Linked DNA regions of Mus musculus: all the other regions are linked to region 6. The links are chromatin contacts, called in public Hi-C, HiCAR-type, HiChIP or PLAC-seq and promoter capture Hi-C maps. All regions are on one chromosome and are shown on one strand. The core of a region is the stretch at or near the end of the contact, and the rest is flanking DNA. Distances in the headings are between cores, read along the strand shown. Region 1 holds the start of Slu7 (SLU7 splicing factor homolog (S. cerevisiae)). Region 2 overlaps Clint1 (clathrin interactor 1). Region 3 holds the start of Thg1l (tRNA-histidine guanylyltransferase 1-like (S. cerevisiae)). Region 4 overlaps Gm39816 (a long non-coding RNA gene). Region 5 holds the start of Clint1 (clathrin interactor 1). Region 6 holds the start of Rnf145 (ring finger protein 145). Region 7 overlaps F630206G17Rik (RIKEN cDNA F630206G17 gene).

The links. Promoter capture Hi-C pulls out the DNA fragments that hold promoters and counts their contacts. Hi-C and Micro-C count contacts between places; a contact is called where the count stands out from the background. HiCAR-type assays count read pairs that join an accessible place to other places. HiChIP or PLAC-seq counts read pairs in DNA pulled down with a chosen protein or histone mark.
Region 1: a contact with region 6 is called in an H3K27ac HiChIP or PLAC-seq map of regulatory T cells, with 10 times the contacts expected there. The contact joins the promoter of Slu7 here to the promoter of Rnf145 in region 6. A contact is called at or near these places in 7 of 39 promoter capture datasets (the 3T3-L1 cell line, the C10 cell line, cranial neural crest and 3 more), 2 of 484 Hi-C or Micro-C datasets (bone marrow-derived macrophages and muscle stem cells), 3 of 115 datasets of contacts at active chromatin or transcription factors (embryonic stem cells, regulatory T cells and stem cell-derived neural progenitor cells) and 3 of 9 other capture datasets (adipose tissue, liver and macrophages).
Region 2: a contact with region 6 is called in an H3K4me3 HiChIP or PLAC-seq map of embryonic stem cells, with 7 times the contacts expected there. The contact joins the enhancer-like site here to the promoter of Rnf145 in region 6. A contact is called at or near these places in 21 of 39 promoter capture datasets (the 3T3-L1 cell line, 3T3-L1-derived adipocytes, the C10 cell line and 14 more), 14 of 115 datasets of contacts at active chromatin or transcription factors (the 230-238 cell line, craniofacial prominence, embryonic brain and 7 more) and 1 of 9 other capture datasets (embryonic stem cells).
Region 3: a contact with region 6 is called in a Hi-C map of B cells, with 8 read pairs. The contact joins the promoter of Thg1l here to the promoter of Rnf145 in region 6. A contact is called at or near these places in 7 of 39 promoter capture datasets (cranial neural crest, embryonic stem cells, frontonasal cranial neural crest and 3 more), 4 of 484 Hi-C or Micro-C datasets (B cells, CD4 T cells, CD8 T cells and 1 more), 2 of 115 datasets of contacts at active chromatin or transcription factors (embryonic limb bud and stem cell-derived neural progenitor cells) and 1 of 9 other capture datasets (macrophages).
Region 4: a contact with region 6 is called in a HiCAR-type map of fibro-adipogenic progenitors, with 9 times the contacts expected there. The contact joins the enhancer-like site here to the promoter of Rnf145 in region 6. A contact is called at or near these places in 9 of 39 promoter capture datasets (the 3T3-L1 cell line, 3T3-L1-derived adipocytes, embryonic stem cells and 4 more), 6 of 115 datasets of contacts at active chromatin or transcription factors (embryonic stem cells, fibro-adipogenic progenitors, large pre-B cells and 2 more) and 1 of 9 other capture datasets (liver).
Region 5: a promoter capture Hi-C map of pre-B cells shows a contact between it and region 6, with 15 times the contacts expected there. The contact joins the promoter of Clint1 here to the promoter of Rnf145 in region 6. A contact is called at or near these places in 5 of 39 promoter capture datasets (the HPC-7 cell line, embryonic stem cells, frontonasal cranial neural crest and 2 more), 6 of 484 Hi-C or Micro-C datasets (B cells, CD4 T cells, CD8 T cells and 3 more), 12 of 115 datasets of contacts at active chromatin or transcription factors (the 230-238 cell line, cardiomyocytes, craniofacial prominence and 8 more) and 1 of 9 other capture datasets (adipose tissue).
Region 7: a promoter capture Hi-C map of hippocampal neurons shows a contact between it and region 6, with 5 times the contacts expected there. The contact joins the enhancer-like site here to the promoter of Rnf145 in region 6. A contact is called at or near these places in 9 of 39 promoter capture datasets (the HPC-7 cell line, HPC-7-derived erythroid cells, cranial neural crest and 6 more), 5 of 115 datasets of contacts at active chromatin or transcription factors (craniofacial prominence, embryonic forebrain, embryonic limb bud and 2 more) and 1 of 9 other capture datasets (embryonic stem cells).

Annotation. Positions count from the first base shown.
Region 1 is chr11:43,431,853-43,435,042 of GRCm38.p6, forward strand. Slu7 (SLU7 splicing factor homolog (S. cerevisiae)) reads left to right here and starts at 1,879. Exons shown (of 16, transcript NM_198936.1): 1 at 1,879-1,967.
Region 2 is chr11:45,884,420-45,887,380 of GRCm38.p6, forward strand. It overlaps Clint1 (clathrin interactor 1), which reads left to right. Exons shown (of 12, transcript NM_001045520.4): 3 at 1-9; 4 at 2,012-2,120. Among named protein-coding and RNA genes, the nearest start is that of Clint1, 34 kb to the left of the region's middle. Within about 2 kb of position 1,667, at least 18 of the 459 cell types and tissues checked have an H3K27ac peak or open chromatin away from gene starts, as enhancers often do. A contact at or near this core is called in embryonic stem cells and stem cell-derived epiblast-like cells, where this site is marked.
Region 3 is chr11:45,953,915-45,956,804 of GRCm38.p6, forward strand. Thg1l (tRNA-histidine guanylyltransferase 1-like (S. cerevisiae)) reads right to left here and starts at 1,589. Exons shown (of 6, transcript NM_001080969.3): 1 at 1,361-1,589; 2 at 142-318. The coding sequence starts at 1,551.
Region 4 is chr11:45,684,546-45,687,921 of GRCm38.p6, forward strand. All of the region lies in intron 3 of Gm39816 (a long non-coding RNA gene), which reads right to left. Among named protein-coding and RNA genes, the nearest start is that of Gm35282, 18 kb to the right of the region's middle. Within about 2 kb of position 1,281, at least 15 of the 459 cell types and tissues checked have an H3K27ac peak or open chromatin away from gene starts, as enhancers often do. A contact at or near this core is called in fibro-adipogenic progenitors, where this site is marked.
Region 5 is chr11:45,850,410-45,853,408 of GRCm38.p6, forward strand. It overlaps Clint1 (clathrin interactor 1), which reads left to right and starts at 1,560. Exons shown (of 12, transcript NM_001045520.4): 1 at 1,560-1,783. The coding sequence starts at 1,743.
Region 6 is chr11:44,517,437-44,520,622 of GRCm38.p6, forward strand. Rnf145 (ring finger protein 145) reads left to right here and starts at 1,520. Exons shown (of 11, transcript NM_028862.4): 1 at 1,520-1,838.
Region 7 is chr11:45,834,284-45,837,434 of GRCm38.p6, forward strand. The region is part of intron 2 of F630206G17Rik (RIKEN cDNA F630206G17 gene); the gene reads left to right. Among named protein-coding and RNA genes, the nearest start is that of Clint1, 16 kb to the right of the region's middle. Within about 2 kb of position 1,563, at least 19 of the 459 cell types and tissues checked have an H3K27ac peak or open chromatin away from gene starts, as enhancers often do. A contact at or near this core is called in craniofacial prominence, where this site is marked.

The DNA.
Region 1 (3,190 bases), core at 629-3,128, 1.1 Mb before region 6:
TGTGCGCAAAGGGATGTTCCTAGTAAATATGTAACTCAAGCTTCCTTTAAATTCATTCAACAAATATTTACTGAGTGTTATGCTAATCATCAAAAGAAAGAGCCTAACTCTGGGAGTTGAAGAATAAAAACAACACACGGGGCCCCGCACGCATGGACACAAGCACACACACAGCACTTACACTTTTACTGTCCCTTCTATTCCCTGTTCCTTTTATCCCCTCAACCTGTTATTTTCTCTTTGCATCTACTTCTGAATTAAACCACCAGCACACAAAAGTCTTGCTTTCAAAAATAAATCTATATACATTCCCACAGCTTCCACGTGAACATTGTCTAATTCCTTGAGAGGTTTTCTTCCCCTCTCACCAACAGGAAACATTGCTTTTCCCCAGTCCACTGCAAGTGTAAATAATATCACCATCCTGTCTTTAAAAGGACATGTTTTTCTGAGTGATGGTGTTCCCAGGCCAGCTTTGTGATCCCCACTTGTTACTGGGAAATAATGTACCTGGTTGGTAAACTTATAATAGAGTCCTCAGCTAATACAAGTCTCTCCTAATTTAGCTTTACAGAAAGCGTTCATCCAAAGATAATCCCTGCCTTCTTGGTCCCTCTCTCAAGCCTTGCGCTCTGAGTCCGCAGGACTCTGCTCTGCCTTTAGCTGCCTTGAAAAATCAAAATTATTTTTACATTCTTAACCCACTTCAAGTTCCTTTTTTAAAAAGTCTACTACTTTGGGCTGTTTGACTGAGGTGGTGGGGACGTTAGCTATAGTCCTGTATATCTGAAGAGCACTTCACGTAGGGGAAGTATAAATAACCACAAGACAGCATAAAGAAAAATGGCCAAGCAATGGCTCAGTAGTCAATACAGGTCATTCTTGCAGAAGCCCCCGGTTTGGTACTCATTCTGGTTCACAGACATATATCTGCATTTCCAGTCACAGATGATCTAACGCCAATGATGTGCAAACTCACACACAAAAAACATAAGGCTTTTTTTTTTTTTTTCCTGAGACAGGGTTTCTCTGTGTAGCCCTGGCTGTCCTGGAACTCACTCTGTAGACCAGGCTGGCCTCGAACTCAGAAATCTGCCTGCCTCTGCCTCCCAAGTGCTAGGATTAAAGGCATGTGACACCACTGCCTGGCATAAGGCTTTTTTTTTTTTTTTTTTTAAGAAAAATAAATTCACCAAAGTCGCCTATTTTCCAGGAGTTTGTTTTTTATGGGGATGTTTGTTTGTTTGTTTGTTTGAAAAAGGGTCTTCCTATGTCACTGGCCAGGACCTCAAAGATATGCCTATCTCTGCTAGGATTAAAGGTGTGTGCCATTACGCCGACCTTTGCAGCATTTTCAATAATCATTTTTGCTAAGATTCTGTGCTGTAGGCTGGCAAGATGGCTCAACAGGTAAGAGCACTCACTGACTGTTCTTCTGAAGGTCCTGAGTTCAAAACCCAGCAACCACATGGTGGCTCACAACCATCTGTAGTGGAATCTGATGCCCTCTTCTGGTGTGTCTGAAGAGAGCTACAGTGTACTTATATATCTTTGGGTGGGAGCAAGCAGAGACTGACTGGGCGAGCGGGGTTGACCGGAGCGAGCAGGGGTCCTAAAAAAATTCAATTCCCGACAACCACATGAAGGCTCACAACCATCTGTACAGCTATAGATTATCCATATACATAAATAAATCTTTAAAAAAAAAAAAAAAAAAAAAAAAAAAAAAGATTCTGTGCTGTTCCAGAAAGAAAGCTGCACTGCCATCACTTCGCCTTTCTGGGTCAAAAAAAAAAAAAAAAAAAAAAAAAAAAAAAAAAAAGAGCCAAGCGCTTGCAAATGCGCATGTGCCGATCTCCCGGAAGTTATCTCTGCGCAGCCGGAAGAAGGCAGGGAACCCGGAAGTAAACATTGCCGAGTCGCTTCGTTTCTGGCGGATGGTTTTGAGTGGTCTGCGGCGCGACTGGGTAAGTTGGGGTTCTGAGATTGAGCAGACGAACTGGGGACCTCGGGGAGCGGGTATCCCCTGCAGTGAGTCCTCGCGGTGATGAGCCGTCGTGGAACGGCGGACCCGGGTGGAGACTGTGGCCCAGGACGCAGGCGCCGCCCTCGCGTTCAGCCGGACCGAGGCTGACTCCTCAAGGAAAAGCCCTGGTCACTGTAAGCCGGACATCCTGAGCAGCCCGTACCGAAGCTGAGCCCTCTGTCCCCAAAAGAGTTCCTTTGAGGTTCAGTTTTTTCCGTTAGGTGGAGATGATCTTATTTTGTGAGGGTCAAATTAGAATGTCCGTATTGCATCAGTGAGTGGGAGCTGTTAAAGTTCTAACTCGGAGAGAGCCGGACCCTCTGCAGAGCAGTGGAACCTAATGACAAAACACTTCAGTCCCTCTTAATCTTGAATGTGACAGGCCTGCACTCCAGTGTCTGTGGTTTGTAACAGGGGTTGAAAGACCAACTAAAGTCAGGCTTGGGTTTGCGATCTGTCGTCTCTCACTAATGTCTTGTTATCTGAAGGTGTTAACCCCCCCCCCCCCGCCCCAAACTTGTTTCCTCACCATAAAATAGGGTGGTTGTAAAGATTTGGTGACGGTCTGCATGGTAAATTAAAGAAATGGTAACTGTTAAAATGAAGATGATTAAATCTGTGCTTCTAGTATATACTACCACGGATTTCTAACACTTCTGTTTTTATTTTTAAGTCTATTTTATTTTAATTATGTGTATAAGTAGGTAGGTGGGTTTGCCCTTGTAAGAACGTGTGTAGTCTTCTTGGAATCCCTGTAGCTGGAGTTAGGGACAGTTGTGAGCCACCTGACATAGATGCTGAGAACTGAGTTAGGGTTGTCTACAGGAGCAGTAGGTGAACCGTCTCACCTGCCCCATACACAGACCTCTATGGTGGCATATGCCTATAAAGCCAGAACTCGGGAGATGGAGGCAGACACAATTTCACAGGAAAGTCATGGAGTTTAAGGAATGCTGTGGATAAATACTTAGTGTTCTGGGTGTGGATGTCATGTACACAGTTGGTTGTGTAGATTTGAAGATCAAATGAAAAGTCTAGGGCAGAGAGATAGTATGGAACCCCAGTAGTGGGATACTGTTCCTCCTGAATCTTGGCAACTGGTATTGTTTAGAGTGGTGAGTGAGGCTCTTGCTGCTCTGTAAGGAATCAGCCTCTAAATAAACG
Region 2 (2,961 bases), core at 417-2,916, 1.4 Mb after region 6:
GTTTATAAGGTATGGTGGAAGCCTACAAGAGCGAGTGTTGACATGACTGTAGTCCACTAAGTTTCTAGACTTTTCCGAGACACACACTGTTTTCCAGTCATAAACAGCCCTTCATAGTACAGAGTGTGTTCAGACTTATGTTCTTCTAAATATTGAAGATTTTTATTGTTTCTTAAATTTTTTCCTACTAAATCTGTTGAGGTGTTTTGAGTATTTAATCTCTACTCATATGCAAGTTTGCTACTTGACTGTTTAAAATTAAAAACCAGTCTCATGTTTGTCACCTCTGTAAACAGCTTTGTTTAATTTGTGGTTGGGTGATAGCACCATTCCGCTCAGCGAAGTCTATAAGCTGGGACTGGCACTGAGAGTGAGGTGTGCAGACTTCTGGCTTCACCTGTGTGTGGACTTTTCCTCGGATTCATCTCATTTTGATTCTGTATTTCTAAAGCAAGGTGATGGTCTTCCTAGTTAATCATGTTTTCCTGCTTCTCAAAACATGCTGTACGCCAAAAGGATTCACTCTCACACGTAGCAGACCACAGCAGTGTTCACATTTGCAACGTGACATTTTGACTCTCAGAATTAAAAACCTGTTTTAACTAGAATTTTGTTGTTACTGTTACTGTTGTTGAGTGTCTGAGTGTAATGTGCCACTGTATGTGTGTTTGGAAGTATAGGGAGGCCAGAGCTTTGCTCCTGTGTCTTCCTCAGGCATTCCATTTTATGAGCAGAGTCTCACTGAACTCAGAGCTTTCTGATCCAGCTAGCTTGCTTGGGATCCCTGTCTCCTCAGAGTAGAATTACAGGTGGCAGCCAGGCCTGCCCAGCTTTTTATGTGGGTGATGGGGATCCAAGCTTCTATACCAGTGTTTGCATGGTAAGTACTTTATCCACTAAGCCGTCTCTTCAGCCCTCCCCCCTGTTCTAATTTGGTGAGGGTGCTGGGGAGAACAAAGTCTCTCTTTGTAGCCCTGGCTAGCCCAACTAAGTATATAGACTATGTCTTAAACTACTAGAAATCTGTCTGCCTCTGTCCCCCAACTATTAGGATTAAAGGCATGTGGCACCATGTCCAGCAAATTTTGTGATTTTTATGATGTTTGTTTCCTAAAATATTCTCTGAGATTTCTATAAATTGTATAATTTTTCTAAAATGGGGGCTTTTAAAGATTATTGTACTTTTTCAAAAGATTAGGAAATCTGAGTAAAATGGCTACAGGGCAACACTCTCAACATTTAGGTGGCTGAGGCTGGAGGATTACCGTGAGCTAGAGGCCATCCAGAGAGGCATGATGAAACCCTGTTTCGAAACCAACCCCCCCAGATTACTTACTATTAAGTGTGAGTTTGTGCCCTCAGGGTCACCACCCTGCACAGACCTGAAATCATAGTGAAATGAAGTTTTAGGTGAAAAAGCAGAGGAGTGTTTCCTGCTGCGTCACCAGCTTGTGAAGAGCCCTGCTGCCTAATGCCAGCCCGGCCATCATTGCTAGGTGCCTCTGACTCAGCATCTAGCATGCCCACTTAGTTAGCATCCCTTGGCTTAACAATTTTGCAAAGTTTTCCTTCTGTTGAAATCTTTTGAAACCTCATTAGCATCAGAATTGGGTTTTCTCACAGGACACTGCTACAGGGTCCTACAGGGTCTTGTAAAGACAAAAGGATCCTCCCATGTCCCTAGTACTTAGGGGAGTGGCTCCAGAAGGCCAACAGCGAGAGCCAGGCCACTCCTGGAAATCCCATGATTTGTTTGACTAGTGTTAGACTTCAGAATTACTAGTTACTTTAAATCTTAAAGTAGCCATTGCCTAGGTAGTTTGTAATTATTTTCTGTACTAGGAACGTGAGGATGAAGTTCGGACTGTCTTTCGGTCAAACAGAAAGGAGAGGGCACACTCCTCACCACCAGCATCGAGTAATGTTGGAGTTTGTGTTTGTGTGTAACTGTGTACCACTGCTCTTCCAGAGCTTATTCCATTCAGTCATTTGGTGCTTTATATTTCCACAGTCGTTGCTGCTCCTAGCTTACCTCATAAGAAATGGATCGGAGCGAGTTGTTACAAGTGCCAGAGAACACATTTATGATTTGCGATCCCTGGAAAATTACCACTTTGTAGGTGAGCAATAGAAAACCCTCATAAGCAAATTAAAACAGTAGTTGGAGTTGTCAGTCACCTGAACCAGCTTGGAAGCTTCTCTGCTCTAATTAGCATGTGACTCTTGCTGGTTGTGTGACGAGTGCAGAATCCAAGGCGTGGGGCCCTAGAGTATTAATTAGTGAAGACAGGAGCTTGCAGAAAGGACTGGCTAATAACAACAGAACCAACACAACATGAGTGTTGGGGTTTATATTAAAATATGCACTGGAGACTGGTCCCCTGTGGTGTCCATAAAGGAATAGCTTTAATCATGTGGGAAGAGAAGGTTAGAGCTCCAAAACACACACATCTGTTTGAAGCCAGGCCCCCTCCCAGCAGATAGTCTGTACTGCGCGAGGCCAGAGTGTGTTCTGAATGTGAAGGCAGCACAGGGCAGGGAGCGTTTCCTTTGGAGCCTGTCTTCCTTGTGACTACTATAAAATAGCAGGCTTTAGTTGCACTAAGTCCTAGTGATTAGTGTTCCCAGTCTTGGGGAAACAAGATATTTGGGGTGCTTTTGGGCCATCAGAGTGTTAAAAGTGAGTGGTCATTCTTTATTTGTTAAAATATGATAGAAACCACTTTGAGCTGTGTGCATTCCGTATGTCATCATGTGTAATCCTTTCAGTAGGTCATCAATTGATCTTGTCTAGTTCTGCTGTCTAGGGTCATAAGTCAAATTAGAATTTAATGCCATAATCTGCCTCCTGAAAAAGTTTAAAATTTGACATTATTTTTGTAAGTAGTTTCGTTTCTATTCTTTTTTGAGTTTGGTGCACACTAAGGGAGTTCTTACAGTTCGTTTTCTCCTTAATTGTCC
Region 3 (2,890 bases), core at 339-2,838, 1.4 Mb after region 6:
GAAGGAAACAGTCAAAATAGGACATGTACACTCTGTAAATGCAGCATCACCCACAACTTTGAGGATCTCAGCTGTCGCCATGAGAAACAGAGGAGCAGAGAACGGGAGAGCATCCTAGCGGAGGCTGGTTTTGAAGCTCACCTGGCTCTTCTTTTGAACCAATTGCTCTTCTTCCTGAACACAAAGCTGTACTCGTCACTCTGGCCGTACGCAATCACAATGTCCTCCAGCTCCTCCATTACTGTCTGGGCACATTTGGTCATCAGATGGAGGGCCCGACTGTCATTAGGTTTGGCAAAGTTGTGCTCCTCAGCAAACCTTCATAGAGGAAAGAGAGGGGCACAAGCGGTGGAGAGTGTCATCACCAACACCATCCACAGAGGCAGTTAAGAGAGATGGAGAGATAGCTCAGTAGGTAAACTGTCAGGACCAAGTTCTAGCCCCAAAACATAAAACAGGGTGGGGGCTTGGTGGCACCTGCTTGTCATCCCAGTGCTGGAGAGGTGGAGGCAGGATTCCTGGGGCTAGATGACCACCAGGCTAGAGTATCTGGTGAGTTCCAAGGAAGTTCCATGAGAGACTGTCTCAAGAAAAACAAGGAGGACAGCTCTGAGGAGGGACACCCAACATTAACCCTAAACTTACGCATAAGCATGTACAGAAAAAAAAAAAAAACACGTTTTTCTTTCTTACTTTGACACACTGACAAAAAGGGATACAACTGCTAGGCTTCAATCCACTTTTCTGTGAAGTTTCACCTTACTGGGTGAATTGAGAACACTATTACCTTATCAGGTTGTATTGCTGATTAGGAGATCAAAATGCTCTTACTAAGTGCTCAATAAACATTACTATAGCTCTATGTACTTAAACAGCTATAAAATGGTAATAACGAATAACATAGCCCTTTATTGAAATTAAGTCCCCAATAGTTTACTCTCCTTTTTTCTTCCTGACTCTAGTGCAGTCAGTTCATGTAATATGAAGCTGACTATGAGAACGGGACATACTATCAACTCATGACCACAGTTAGGCTTATGCGGGCCTCTTAACAACTCTCAAAAATAACAAAAGGGTCGCACGTGTGACTGAAGTTTAAGTAGTGGACCGAGAAATGACACCTCCCCCCCACACACACACACACACAAAGTTCTTGCAAACTGGTTTCAGCTAAAGTAGCACGGGTTTTTCACCAATTACAGTACCCAGTTCCTTTTAAATATCTCAACCACCTAGCAAGTCCTTCAGGCGACGCTCAATGCTGAGTGTTCATTGGCTGTCGCGTTACCCCGGTAACTACGAGAGGCGCACTTCCCGGAAGTGTGGGCGCACCACGCGGTCTCCCGCCCCTCCAGCTCACCGGTGGAAATTCCGGCCGTCCAGCCGCACCACCACCCAGCAGTGCGGCAGGCATGTGTCCTGAACCTCAAAATTCCGCACGTACTCAAACTTGCTCTTGGCCATGGCCACCCCCAATCTCAGGCACCGTCTTAAAATAACGGAAGTAGCAGCCAAAAGACTGCCGATCCTCGCTGTGCGGAAAGCCCACATTCGCCATAAGGAAGCAATGGACGGGCCCCACCCCGGAAGTTCCTGTCGCTGTCAGAGCCGCTCTAGCCACGGTGGAGGTTTCTCTATTGACTCTATTGCCTTCAACTCAGCTGGCTGCCAGGCGTGTTCTTCTGGGCTGTGGGTGCCTGTCTGTTACCCCGTAGGCAGCAAATCGCAAGCTATCAGATGTTGTTTTGTGACCAAGTTTAAAAGTATAGTTGTGACCTTTTTGTCTTGTACTTCTAAATAGCATTTATAAAGCATTTCTAAGTAGCATTTCTAAATTCCTTGCTAAGATGAAATACACTAAATTATCACTTTATAGTTCGGGGATGGGGTGGGGAGGATCTTCTAGATTCTTCTAGGTAAGTTTAAACAAGGAACATAAAATAGAAATTGATCATCTGTACAATTTTGTATTTTCTTCCATTGACCCTGTTTGGTTTTTTTTTTTTTTTTTCTAGAGTTATTTAGTGGTTGTTCCAGTAAAGTGTGATTTAAACAAAGAAAGGGCCAGCAAGACAACTCAGTCTGTAAAGATGCTTGATGCCAGGTGTGATAACTTTGATCCCTGGAAGCCACATGGTGTGTCCTTCCTTTCTCAGGCTTTCCAAAAGTGAATACCAGAGGCAGGTTACCCTGCCATATGTCATTAGGTGAATTTAAAATTTGTACTCATCACTATTAAAAGATTTTGTATGTGTGTGGGTGAGTTTATGTGCATCTGTGGAGGTCAGAGGAAGACATCAAGTATCTTCGTCAATCCCCCTTCATCTTAATTTTAAGACTGCCTTTCACTGATCCTGGCTCTCACTGGTTGACCTAGAAGTCACTAGATGGCCAGCAAGTTTGAGGGAGCCTCCTCTCTCTGCCTATCTCACACTGGGGCTGATGGGTATAAGCTTCCACATCCCACTTTATATCTGAATGTTGAGAATTTGACTTTGGATTTCTACGCTTGCCTGGCAAACATAATAATTACAGGGCCATCTGCCCACTCTTGAACTCAGGATTGTTTTAAAATGCATTTCCTAGCTTTGCCCACTGGGCACAGATGAAATGATACCCTGAAAGCAATAGGCATACAATTCGTGGTTGCTAACACCTCTCTCCACTAGAGTATACTCCTAGAAGAAGTGACTGCCTCCTAGTTAGATGAGTCACAGAAAACACAAAATGAGACTGGGGCACATGTTGTGGCAGAAGGGAAAGAACTGCTAGGAGTAATAAGACGAAGTGACAAAATGAGCCCAGAGGACTAGTGCTGCCACTGAGCAAATCTGAGGTGATTTGAGTATCAGAACAACAGTGAGTGATTATCATGTATGGAATAAGTGAA
Region 4 (3,376 bases), core at 31-2,530, 1.2 Mb after region 6:
AATTTCCTTTCTGTTGCAGTGAAAACGCACTCTAGCCAAAAGCAGTTTGGGGGAATAAAAGATCTATTTGGCTTACACATTCAGGGCGCAGTCCATCATTGAAGAAAGTCAGGGCAGAAACTCAATCCAAAGCTTGAAGGAGAAACTGTGAAGGAACATAGCTTGCTCACAGGCACATGTTTGGCTAACTCTTACCCAACCCAGGACCACTTGCCTAGTGATGGTGCCAATGCCCTGCATCAAAATAACAGTCCAGACAATCCCCCGACAGACATGCCTACAGACCAAAGTGATAGACAGTTACTCAATTGAAATGCCTCTCTGCTGAACTTAGCATGCATCAAGATGACATCATAAGGATCCTGGGAATAAAGCCAGTATGACGAGGAGCAGATATGATAAATGCAAGGAAACCAAGTCCTTGTGACATTTATTTAGCCGGTGGCCACAACACTCATGAAGCTTACGATGGAAGAAAGAAAAATGTCCGACATTCCATGCAAGCCCCTTCTTTGTCCAATCTGGTCTTCATTAGAGACGTGCCCTTTTCAGCCAAATTGAGCACTTGTATTAATACCAGCAGTTACCAATAATATTTGGTCTTCTCCACTTCTCATACCTGAGAAACATCTCACCCAGAGTTGTCAGTGTTCTCCAAATAAAAGAATCAACAAACGCGTACAGCAAAGCCTGGGAATGAACCGAACAAACCCCACAAACTTAACTCCAACCACTCATGAGGCATAATGTTGACTTCAGAACCAGTGGGCATCAATTCCTTCTCTGTCCATTCTATGACATCACTCAGGATCAAGACTCGATGAGCAAGATGCACCAAAAGTAAGATAATTTATTAGTCCCTCAGCAACTAAGTTGAGAAAAGCAAATGCTAAAACATCTTCCTCTGTAGGATAGGAGGACCCTTGAGAAATTCACCTCATGTTTTTCCTTCTAGTCTTTTTCTCTTCCCTTTCTCCCACCCCATGTATTCAATACCAAGCTCTGCGTTTTCTTGCCCAAGTAACTGCAGAATTAATTCTTCTCTGGACTTTGTCTTTAAACACCTACACTGGTAATGGAAACTGTTAGCAAGCATGTGGCTATTTCATTTTGGACGCACCAGAATCATTTCAAATATTTGAACCAGCGTTTGACCCATGGGAGATTACTCATAAAAATCTGGAAATTTTTTTCTTAAAAAATTAGAAGATCCAACAACACAAAGCAGCATGGGTGGTAAAACCCAGAAGTGGCACGCCCCTCTCGTCAGACCAAATGTCCTCTGGTACACTGAGTTCTTACATAACGGCATGGCTCACTCCTCCCTGAACTCCACTGCCATCTGAGTTTGCCATGGTGGGCCTTACCCTATGGAGGACAGGATGCCAGGAGTCCTGAAGAAATGGGTGTAGATAGTAAAATTGCTCTAATAAAAGCAAGAAGAGAAAGTCTCAAAAGATTAAGAATGTCTTGAAGACAGAGAGAAGATAAGAGGCCTTTGGAGCCAATGAGAGCAGAAGCCCAAGCAGGCTCCCAGAGATGTTACAACTTGAGACAAGAATATCTATGGAGATCTCTGCTTTGACAGTGATTTTCTTCTTTCCATTGTGGCTTAAAATTCCGAGAAACAGGAAATATACCATGTAATCTGGATTAATGGACATCTCATTAGTCAAGACACACCAATGGTCTCTGCCCCAGGACCCTCACAAGTCCCGTGACTCCACTGCAGATCCTCTAATCCTTCTGGGGTACCGAGAGATACTTCCAAGGACTAAGCAAGATAGAAGTTCTACCCAAACTGGGACATGAGGCCTTGAGTTGTTTTGAAAGAAAAACACACTGTTTCTTAGATAATGAGACTAAAAGCTGCTGCTATGTTAGAATGCTCTAGAAAGTCACAGTACTCACACACACACACACACACATCACTTTTTTTTTCTGCTTGCATTTTTGTTTGTTTTGTTTCTGTACTCCTGGGTGGGTTTCATCTGATGGTCATTCCTGTTTGCATCATTCCTATGGCTACCACAACCTTGACCTAGAAAGGTCTATATTCTACGGTGTCTTTAGACTCAGGATGTTTGGCCATTCCTGTTTCTCTGATGGGGACACTGCGATCCAGAGATGGAGCAGGAGTCAACATATTCCTCACATACCAGAAGAAGCCCAGATGATAGCTTCTCCGATGACAATAAGAGTTCAGCTGAGGCGAATGTGCAGAATGGGTGGGAAAGTAGCTCCTTGGGAGCTTTCCAGGGCACAAGTACAACCTCCTCCGGGGACTCAGGAGCCAACGTCTCCACCTGGCCATCAAGAGCACCAGCTTTTGTGCAGAATGAAGGGAGTGCAAACCAAGGCTCTGCCCCTACCAGGTTCTTACTTAAGAAGCCTCAGTACCTACCTCTCAGTTGTATCAGAAACATTCCAGGAGATAAAGCATAAAAAGTGTCTGTGCTTATTCACAGTAAGAACCTAACTGGAGATTAGCCTTTAAAATAAAAATTCTTGTTTTTAATGGGAAACAGCCCGGAAGCACTGAGAATTCAGAACCCGAATAATGAAGCCAGCTAAACCAACATCTGCCCGGTGATTTCATCTACAGAACATACATTTAAAAAGGAACACCAGACTCAGTACCAGCGTGTGGCTCACTCATTCCAGACTTGACTCAATCCAAAGTAAATACAGATTTGCCCTTCTCTGCCCTCAAAGCCAGAACTTTCTTGTGCTCAAGGAAAATGGAGATCACCATTCTCTAGGTTTGTATACGAAAGGAACTGCACAAGGACAACTATTGGTTGTTACTGAGAACAAGAAGGGCCAAGCAAAATTATTCAAGTCAGGTCTTTCGGTGGAAGCAAAGAGGTAGGCCAGAGCCAGCGACACAACCATGGAAACCAAGGTCCTCAGCACTTTGTTAATCTCTTTGTTGATTTTTAGAGTACATCTTCCTGGCTGAACATCTAATAATTCATGCTGTCTCTTTTTGATGCCCATGGTCTCAAAATAAACTATGTTCTATCTCAAGTAACCTTAGGCCAGTGGTTCTCAACCTCGCCAATGCTTTACCACTTTAATACAGTTCCTCATAGAGTGATGACTCCCAGCCATAAAATTATTTCCATTGCTACTTTATACCTGTCATTTTGCTACTGTTATGATAATAAGGTAATTATCTGATATACAGGATATCTGAAATGCAAACTCCCATGGGGTCACAATTCACAGGTTGAAAACCTTTGCTTAAGGCCCTTTGAACCTTCAGGGGACACTCCTGTCCTCAGTTTAAACCTGCCAAACATTCTCTTCGCCTGAGACTAATTCTCTTCATTCTCTTCTTCTTGCTAATCTGTAAATTTAATTTCTTCAAAAG
Region 5 (2,999 bases), core at 310-2,809, 1.3 Mb after region 6:
CTTTGCCTCCTTTCCCAACCTATGGCTCCAACTGACTTAGCTTGATCTCTAGAGCCCCTATCTTAAGGAATATGTGAGTCAGCTTTGTTTTGGTTTCTGCACTCTGAGGTTCTCAGTTTTGTTTGCTTCTTTTTCGGGACCATACTGGAGTGCTTTCAAAGCTGCTTCCAATAACCAAGTAAATGCAAACTGACGTCTTGACTAAAGGATCTGGAATAAGAGGGCCTGGGTCTTGGCTATTTACAGCCACTGTTTGCCCTTCGTTGTGAATCTTACTTGTCTTGTGTTCCCTCCCCCAATCATTCTTTTCTTGATCTTCTTAGGGCCAGTTCCTTTGTATTGTTCCAGTTTTAGCATACATTCAATCTCCTCAAAGAGCCCTGAATATTCTGCTGTTTTTCCTCTGACATTGTTGTCTGTAACATTATGTTCTTGGTTTTGACAAGCACTTATTCTCTCTAATTAAATATTTTCTTGATTGTTATGTCCCTCCTCCAGTGACCTTTAAGCTCCCAGGGAACTTGAGCCCCAGCTGTAGTCCTCGCTTGTAACACCCTGAAGATGCTCAGTAAATAGTGGCAGAATTATTTTTTAATTAAAAAAATGTATATGTATAAATACATATATATTTACATATATAACTTTATTTTAACATTTAAGTAATTTTTATTTTATTTCTTTACAAATAAATAACATTTAATTAAAGGTTTTAATTATAACTTAAAAATTAAGGTCTTATTGTGTAACCCTGGCTGACCTGGAACTTCTGATGTAAACTAGACTGTCCTCAAACGCATTGAGATTCGCCTGCCTCTGCCTTCTGAGTGCTAGGATTAAAGCAGTCTGCAACCAGGGCAGGTAAAACTTATAAAAATTAAGGAATTGCCTAAAACAAAATGTAGTATTACTTCAAGTTTTATCACAAGTTTTGACTGACATATTAAGTGAAAAACCTGATCAGTGGAAATTACTTTAGCAGATCTCAAAAATTATGTATGCTTTTAGAAACCAAAGCCACAGAGTTCTTGGGTATATCACATAAAACACATATAGGTATGCTGTGTATGAGTACTGGTGGCTTTCTGGTTTCCCAACTAATGTGAACTAAGTTTCTGAGGCTTGTTACAAACTATCTTAACGAGGGTACTAGGTAGCTGTCTACAGATAAAATCATTGTATCATAAAACTAGAGTGGGGAAGGATTTAGAATAAAATTCTACACTGGTCAGGGCTGGAATCCCAGGTTCAGTGATGTATAGACGCCTATATGTTTGGAAGCAAATGCAGAAACACGTGCGTAGATGAAGAACACGCACGCCAATCACACTCTGTAATCGTGCTTAGCATCAATGTGTACATCTGAAGAAGGTGAGCGCGAGTAAGTCTTGCAACTGTTGTGATGGCAATCACGCGGAGGCTGTGTCAGAGGTCCCCAAACCGCAGCGATCTCAGCCCTCTCACGCTCCGGGGGCGCAGGGCGCGGACTACAATTCCCGGCGTGCGGCGCGCGGCGCGGGCGGAAAGCCGGCCACTTCCGCCCCACGCAGCGCCGGTGCGGCCGCGTCTCGACGTGTCACTGGCGGCGCCGTGGCTGTGGCCGGGAGAAGGAGCTCCGGCTAGGGAGAGTTCGCGGCGGTGGGTGGCGGCGGCGACCCGGACCTGGACCAGCCCCGGCGCGGAGGCGTCCCGGGGTCCGTGGAGAGTGGCGGCGGGCGGCGGCGGGCCGGGCCGCGCGGGGCGCGATGCTGAACATGTGGAAGGTGCGGGAGCTGGTGGACAAAGCGTGAGTATCGGGGGGCAGTTGCGGCCGGCCCCGCGGCGGGGGCGGGGAGCGTGCGCACGGTGGTCCAGCGCGCGGGGACACGCGGCACGCCCCCCCGCCCTGCGGCCTGGTGAAGGCGGCGGCCGCGGCGGGCCTGGGCCTCGGTCTCCGAGCCTCTGGCGGCTCAAAACCCCCCTCCCTGCTCCGGTCTCTGCTCCCCGGGACGTCCTCACCGCGCCCCTACCCCGCGCCGGGCAGACAGATGCTTTGATCGTCGTACCCAGCTTGGAGTTTGGCCTCCTGGACACCAGGCCCGGCTTGGGGGCGAGGGGACGCGTGCTCCCGTCCCCGGTAACCCCCGTGGTGTAATTCGGAGACACCTTAGGCCTGGCCTGGTATGCCCTTTACCTTGGTAGACACCTTTGAATTTCTAGTGAACCTGCAGTGGAGTGAGTGGGAGGTGTAACAAGTGGTCACTGTGGACAGGCTGGAGTTGCTCAAGAGGAGACTCGCCCTTCGGGTTTGTCACACTAAGTGAAAGCAGATGACCAGACAACTTTCCGTGACTGTTTTCCTCTAACTTTACCACTACACTTCCTTTTGGGGTGGGCAATCATGTAAATAAAAATTACTCTAAAGGGTGAAGGAAAAGAAAAAAAGCCCAGTTTATATCCTGTTGACCTGTTTTTAACTCCTTTCAGAGTAAAATAACTCAGTGCTTTTAGTATACTCAGAAACCCTTAGCACTTTAAGTTGAGCATATCGAAAATAACAGTAGGTCTTTTAGGTCACCAGGAAATAAGACTTTAAATATTTAACCAGCCCTCTTCCTTTTTGGGTTTTTGTGATTATGCAATAAGTGTGGTAAAGAAACAGTTCTTTTGAACCACCCACCTAACCTGAAACCAGGAAGTATAGAAGCTCTTTTTGACCCCAGAAAACAACATTCTTTAAAGCAACTTGTCTGACGCTTCTGATGGTGCTTTGCTACCAAGGAAGTGCTTAAGGAGTACCGTTTTCAGAACCGAAAGAGCTAAGTTCTTAACTTTGTAGAATTCCCGTCTTCTCCAGTTCAGGATGAAGATCATTGCGGCCCTCTTAGTCCATGAGGGTGAAGAGCCAGGGGCTTCCGTTTCCTTAGGATGATTTGTGATACAACACGTTCCTGTCTGTGCTTCTGAAGAGAACAATTTTCCCACTGACTTTGGAGGAAGAGAAACCTCACTGAGAAGCTGCG
Region 6 (3,186 bases), core at 270-2,769:
CATGCATGCATTCACATCACTCTCTGCTTCTAGACTCTGGGTGAAGTGACCAGCTGTTTCAAGTTCCTGATGCCTTAACCTGCCCCACGAGGGACTGTGCGTTAAACAGTGAGCTGAAACACACCCATTCTCCATAAATTCTGTCCAAGTTTTATCACAGTCACAGAAAATGGGAGGGAGATATGCTACTGTGAACTTTAGTGATGGCTTTGGCTACATATTACTTATTTTACATCTATGAATGTTTTGTCTGCAGATATGTCTGAGCACCACATGTTTGTAGTGTCCATGGAGGCCAGAAGAGGGCGTCAGATCCTCTGGGACTCGAGTTACCAGCTACACCTGGGTGCTGAGAATTGAACCTGGGGGTGGGGTGTTCTCTAGAAGAACAAAAAGGGCTCTTAAGAGCTAAGCCATCTCTCCTGCTCTGATGACCTTGTATATGTAGAGGTTGTGTTTACAGTTTTATAGCAGGGGAGACCCAGAGGTTCAGAATCGTGGGTGTATGTGTCTCATAAGCAGTGGACAAGGACACATAAACATCAAAGAATACTCATTTTGTCTTGTACAGATTGTAAGGTGGAGGCTCTTGGCAAGTTTCCGAATGAGCCAGAATGGTTGCAATGCCTTACAAATCACTTGGTGTTCATCTTCTGTTACCTAGGCACTGCCTAATGAAAGGCCACACTAGTTTCTAGTGGCAACTGATTCTCAAGGGACTAAACTAAAAGCAAGGAACAACAGAGCAAATGGCAGAAGGTAATAGCGAGGCAATGGTAATACAGATGAACGTAGTAATAGATCCCTGCAAAGATCAGCTTAAGTCCTCAGCAAGCTTATATACTATATAGACACAGATCCTGCTCTAAAAGCTTCTACATTTATAATACGGCAAGAATGTGCCATAGTATTAGGAGACTAGAGCAGAACAAAAGGGTTTCAGGGAAAGGGTGTGTGCACACTAATGTGGTTTGAACCTTGAACCAAAAGAAATGGCAAACCTATTTACACCTTTTATTTTCATACAGTAGTTAATCATTTGCACCAAACGAAGGAGCCGGAATACAGTCCCAGGGAGCAATTCCAAACCATTCACTCATCCAGCATTTTACTCTTCGTCGTCCCTGATGCCTTAGAGACGAGTCTTAGTCTAGTCAAGGAGAGAGTTAAAAATTGCTCTGGGTTTGCACGCGGCAGGGACCAGCCTTTCACATTGTCCCACGTGGTCCCAGCAGGTGAGTGTAGGTGTGGGCGCGTGCGGCTCGTGGTGTCTGCGGAGTGAGCGCGAACACGTGTCAGAATGGCTGGGGTCACAGTGCATGTCCCGGTGTCGCCTCACCCTTCCTTGGAATAGTCTGCCGGACCAGCACCAAAGAGAAGCCGGCGTTTCGGGCCCACTCAACGGAGGCGGTGCGGGAAGATCCCGCCGTGCGCGATTGTGAGTGAGCGTGGGCGCACGGGGGCCGGGCGATGGCGAGCTCGCGCGCAGGCGCAGAGCGCGCGAGCCGGCGGTCGCCGCAGAGCGCGGGGGGCGGAGCCGGAGCGCGGGGACCAGGCCATGGCGGCCGCCGGGCGCTGGTGCCGGCGCTCGGCCCGGGAGCGCCTTTGTCGCCGCGGAGGATGGTGACCTCACGGTTCGGGCCGCTTCCGCTGCCTCCGCCTCCCGAGACGCCGCAGCCGAGGCCGGACGCGGGAGAGCCGCCGCTGTGAGCCGCGCAAACCGGGCCCCCCGCCGTCGGAACCGAAGATCTCACCGGAGGGGCGGGAATCGGAGCCGGGCAGCAGCGGACACCGCCATCCCCAGTGCCGCCCCGCAGGCAGGGAGGCTGCGGCTCCAGGTGACTGCGGTCAGCCGGGAGCATCCCGCAGGCCTGCTGCCCACTGCGCCTCCCCTCCCCTCCCCCACCCTCGCTCCTCCCCGCCGCGCCCCCTCCTTCTCCGGCTCTTGGCCCCGGCCTGGTCCCCCTCCGCACCGCGCCCTCCCGCCCACCCCTGAGCAGCGATCAGTCTCCTGCGACCTCCTCGCAGAGCCTCATACTCGTTCCCGGGGCCTCGGCTGCCTCCTCACCACCTTCCATCCTTCTTTCCTCCCGCGCCTGGAGAGGGAGAGAACCCTCACATTCCTGAGATGCCCTCATTGGGGCTCACCCCTCTCTGCTCTCCTGTACCCCGGTTGCAAGGCCTTTCCCGGTCTCTCTGGCAGAGGTGTCCAGTCCGGGCTCCTTTGCTCAGGTTTGCATTTCTAACTTTTCGTCTTTTGCGTTTCTGTTCACTCTTTTTGCTTTCAAGCTTCTTCCCTCTTCCCTGGCGTCTCCTCACCTCGCAGCCCCTTAACTCAGCCTAACCATGTGCAGGCGGTGCAGGTTGCGGGTTTCAGAAAGACCTGCCAAGCCCAAAGAATAGGGGGACCCCTGGCTTAGTGTGCAGTGCGCCTCTCTTCAGTCACGAGCAGCTCATCTCTCTCTTACTGTGTTCCTTTTCCCGCTCGCCATCCCTGGGTTCGCCCTCTCCAGTTCTGCTTTCCCACCCTAGGACCTTTGTGGAATGAACCCCCTATTCTATCTAAGGGTTAGGAACTTGACTCATATAAGCGCGCCTTATGAGGCGCGGTAGAGCCAGCACCCTTGGCGAGGCAGGGAGCACCCGGGCTTCTCTTCCTGGCAGAGTTTCTGCTCCACGTAATCCCCTAGCCTTGGGGCTGCTGCGTCCGTGCCGCGCTGCTGTGCTGTGCTCGCTGCCTGCTTGCGGCGAGCTGGCTTGGGGTTACTACAGTTCAAATGTATCTGAGCAAAGCAGGCGGGGTTGGGGGAGGTGCGGGGAGAGAGTGAGATGGGGCGGGGGAAGGGGCCTTTGCAGTGGGAAGGCATCAAAGATTAATGGATGGCTTTGCATCTCTGTCTGCAGTAAACAGGAAACTAGTCTGAAAGGAAGGGGTGTGTGTGTGTGTCTGTCTTTATTTTATAAAATACCGAGTGTGCAGTTTTGTGAATCTTGAACCAGACCCAAAAGGATGAGCTGCCGGTGCTGCAGTCGTGACCTAGGCTGAGCGTCCAATGGCAGAGGTAGCGTTGTTTTCCTTCTCTGTGTCGGGCCCTTAGGTTGGACGATGGCTCTTTCACTGGAGGGTGGACTCTTATCTGTGGATGTGGTTTCGGAGATGATGAGGAATCACAGGATTGCTAGTAG
Region 7 (3,151 bases), core at 313-2,812, 1.3 Mb after region 6:
TGTTGTCTTTTGTCTTTCTGTGTGTGTGTGTGTGTGTGTGTGTGTGTGTGTCTGTGTGTGTGTTTCCAGGCTACCCTGGAATTCATCATGATCCTCCTGCCTCAGCCTCCGACATGAGATTGCAAGCATGAACCACCACACCCAGTTTTGTTTTGTTTTGTTTTGTTTTGTTTTGTTTTCTCAAGGACAGTGTTTCTCTATGTAGCCCTGGCTGCCCTGAAACTCCGTAGACCAGGCTGACCTCCAACTCAAGATATCTGCCTGCCTTTGCCTCCTGAGTGATGCGATTAAAGGAATGCCCACCACCACTCAGCCCAGTTTAATTTTTTTAAAGATAAAATAATGGCATTTTGGTACCTTTGTAGATCACTTATTTTTGAGATGCATATGGACAATATTTACAGGCACACAATGTGACTTAGGATTCATTTAAAGTCACTTAGTTAGGAGATGGTAGTATCTTAGCTAGGAGATGGTAGTATCTCTGAAACAAGAGCGGGAGTTCACTAAGCTTTATTATGTTTGAAAGTTTCCACAAATGAAAGCTTGTATGGGGCTGTTAGGTGACTCAGTGGAGAAAGGCGCTTGCTGCTAAGCCTAACAACCTAAATTTGAATCTTGGAAAACACATGGTAAATTTCTACAAGTTAGCCTCTGACCCCCATACATGTCTCAATTCTCTCTCTCTCTCTCTCTCTCTCTCTCTCTCTAATGAATGTAACTTAAAAAAAAACTAAGTTTATGAATACTTGAATGAATGAAAGAATGAATGAATGATTAAGCCATGCATCCCAGGGAGCTAGATTAGCAGATAGAGAAGAGTAACATACTGAAGGATCACAGTGAGAACTAGATTGTTAGAGAATGCTGGCAGCCCTGTATCGAGTGCCAGGCAGCTCTTAGGACAGGCACCTGGCAACATTATCCATCTCTCTTTACAGTCACTGAATGAAAATAAAGAAATAAAAAAGAGGACATGGCTGCTCCTAGATATGGTGGAGATAGTTAGTTTAGTGGAGATATGAGGGAGAGCATAGCCAGATGTGGAGACATCCGGGAAAGTGCAGACTGGACATGACCAGCAGTCTGAGCCAGGCCATGTGAGGAGAGTGGGAAGGGGATAGCCAGGAGACCAGGAGAACAAAAAGATAAAAGAGGGTAAAAAGGACCAGTGTGCCCCCAAACGACTGGATTATGTAGTGAATAGCAAGCAGTTAAAGGAAGGACAGCTCAGTTTCTGGGCTGGAGAGTTCAAGGTAGAGGGCTGGGGTATACTAGCCATACATTTTAGCAGAGAGGGACTGAGGGATACTGGCAGGACCTGGTGGCCAGAGTCTGCTTTGATATGTTAATAGGACCTCAGCTCTTTGTTCCTGGTTTGAGACCTAACAGTAACTAAATATCTATTGCCAGTTCACCTTTATTCAGTCAGGAGGCAGGGAGGAAATTAAGACTGCCACATTTACAACAAAGGAATCTAATAGTTGCCAAAACCCACAAGCAGGAAAAGAACTGAGGCAGACCTTGTATGCCCTTTACCTTACCCCAGGCTGACTGTTAAAAGGCAGGAACTGATAAAGGAGAGTAAATTGAAGGCAGACCTTTGAATCAAGGGAGAAGGGCCTCACTGGCTAACTAAGGTCAGCTTAGAGGAAGAGTGGTGGCCTGATGTGCCTAAATCCTTAGGTTGATCCTCAGCCTCACAGAAAGGGGGAGGGTGAAGACAGAGGCAAGGAAAGGGGAGGGGCTGGTGAATGAGATGTTCCGGGTAGCCCAGACTAAGCTCTAACAAATGTTGCTAAGGGTAACCTGAAATTCTTGGTCGTCCTATGTCTGCTGCTCAAGTGCTAGGATTACACGGGCGGCACCTGCTTCAGTTCAGCAAAACTGTTTGTTTTTAAGACAAAAAGCACTTAACAAGGCCCTCCTCCAATGGTGTGCTTGTGGTCACATTTGTTCTGAGCACTCTCTCTTCATCACTGAGATGTGCTATAACGATGGCAGGAAACTAAAAGAAATAATAAGTGTATGAGAAGTGTGTGTGTGCATGTGTGTATGCTGTGTGTGCTTGTGTGTATACTGTATATGTTGTGTTGTGTACGTGTGTATATGTTGTATGCATGTATATATACCATGTGTGTATATGTGTATGCATGTATGCTATTTATGCATGTGTGTATGCCATTTGTTCGTGTGTGTATGCATGTATGCTATGTTTGCACGTGTGTATGCTGTAGTGCATGTGTGTACGCATGTATGCTATGTGCACATGCATGGATGCTGTGTGTGCATGTGCATGTGGAGATCAGAAGACAACCTTGGGTGCCTATCCTCAAACGTATTTAAGGCCGGATCTCTTGCATGTGTCACTCAAGCTGGTCTTCGAGCTTCTAGAGAAAAGCTCTTACCCACTTAATATAGGAGTCAGGAATTGCAGATTTGTCACCACTCTGCTTTCCAAAGGGCTCCAGGGATTCTATCTTGGGTCCTGTGCTTGCCATGGCAGGCCATCTCCCCAGCCCATGCTCTTGTCTTCAGTTCTAAGATCCAAGGTTCTCTTCTACAGCAAAAGGACACTTCTCAGGCAGGACTCCAATGCACTGTGCATCTCAAGGTAACACAGGGCTTCTTTGTCTGTAGAGCATGTTTTAGTGCTGCTATAGTTTTCACTGATGTTTTTCATAACATAGGGAAGTACACTCCATATCAGGATTCCATCATGACACATAAAAGTTTCAGCTCATGGGGCTGAAGCCCTTGGCCCCTGTGACACTCTCCAGGTACTCATTAAGCAAGCTACTGGAATGTCACTTCTCGGGCTAGATTTTACCTCCCTCTCCAACATACGGGAAAGAGCTTGTCCCTTCCAGAAACATCTTGATTTTGCTTCTTTGAGCTGTTTATTCTCTGGCAACAGATCGCTCTGAAGATCTGGAGAGGGAGGAAGGTGAAGAGAGGGGTCTGACAAGAGAAACAGTTCTTCCTTCTTTCTTTCCTTCCTTCCTTCCTTCCTTCCTTCCTTCCTTCCTTCCTTCCTTCCTTCCCAGAGTCCATATAGTTAACCCTCACCACAACCCTAGGTGGTAAAATTATCTCCATTTCACGGGTAAGGAAGCTACAGCTGATAAGAAGCTGTATGTGTGCATAGTTG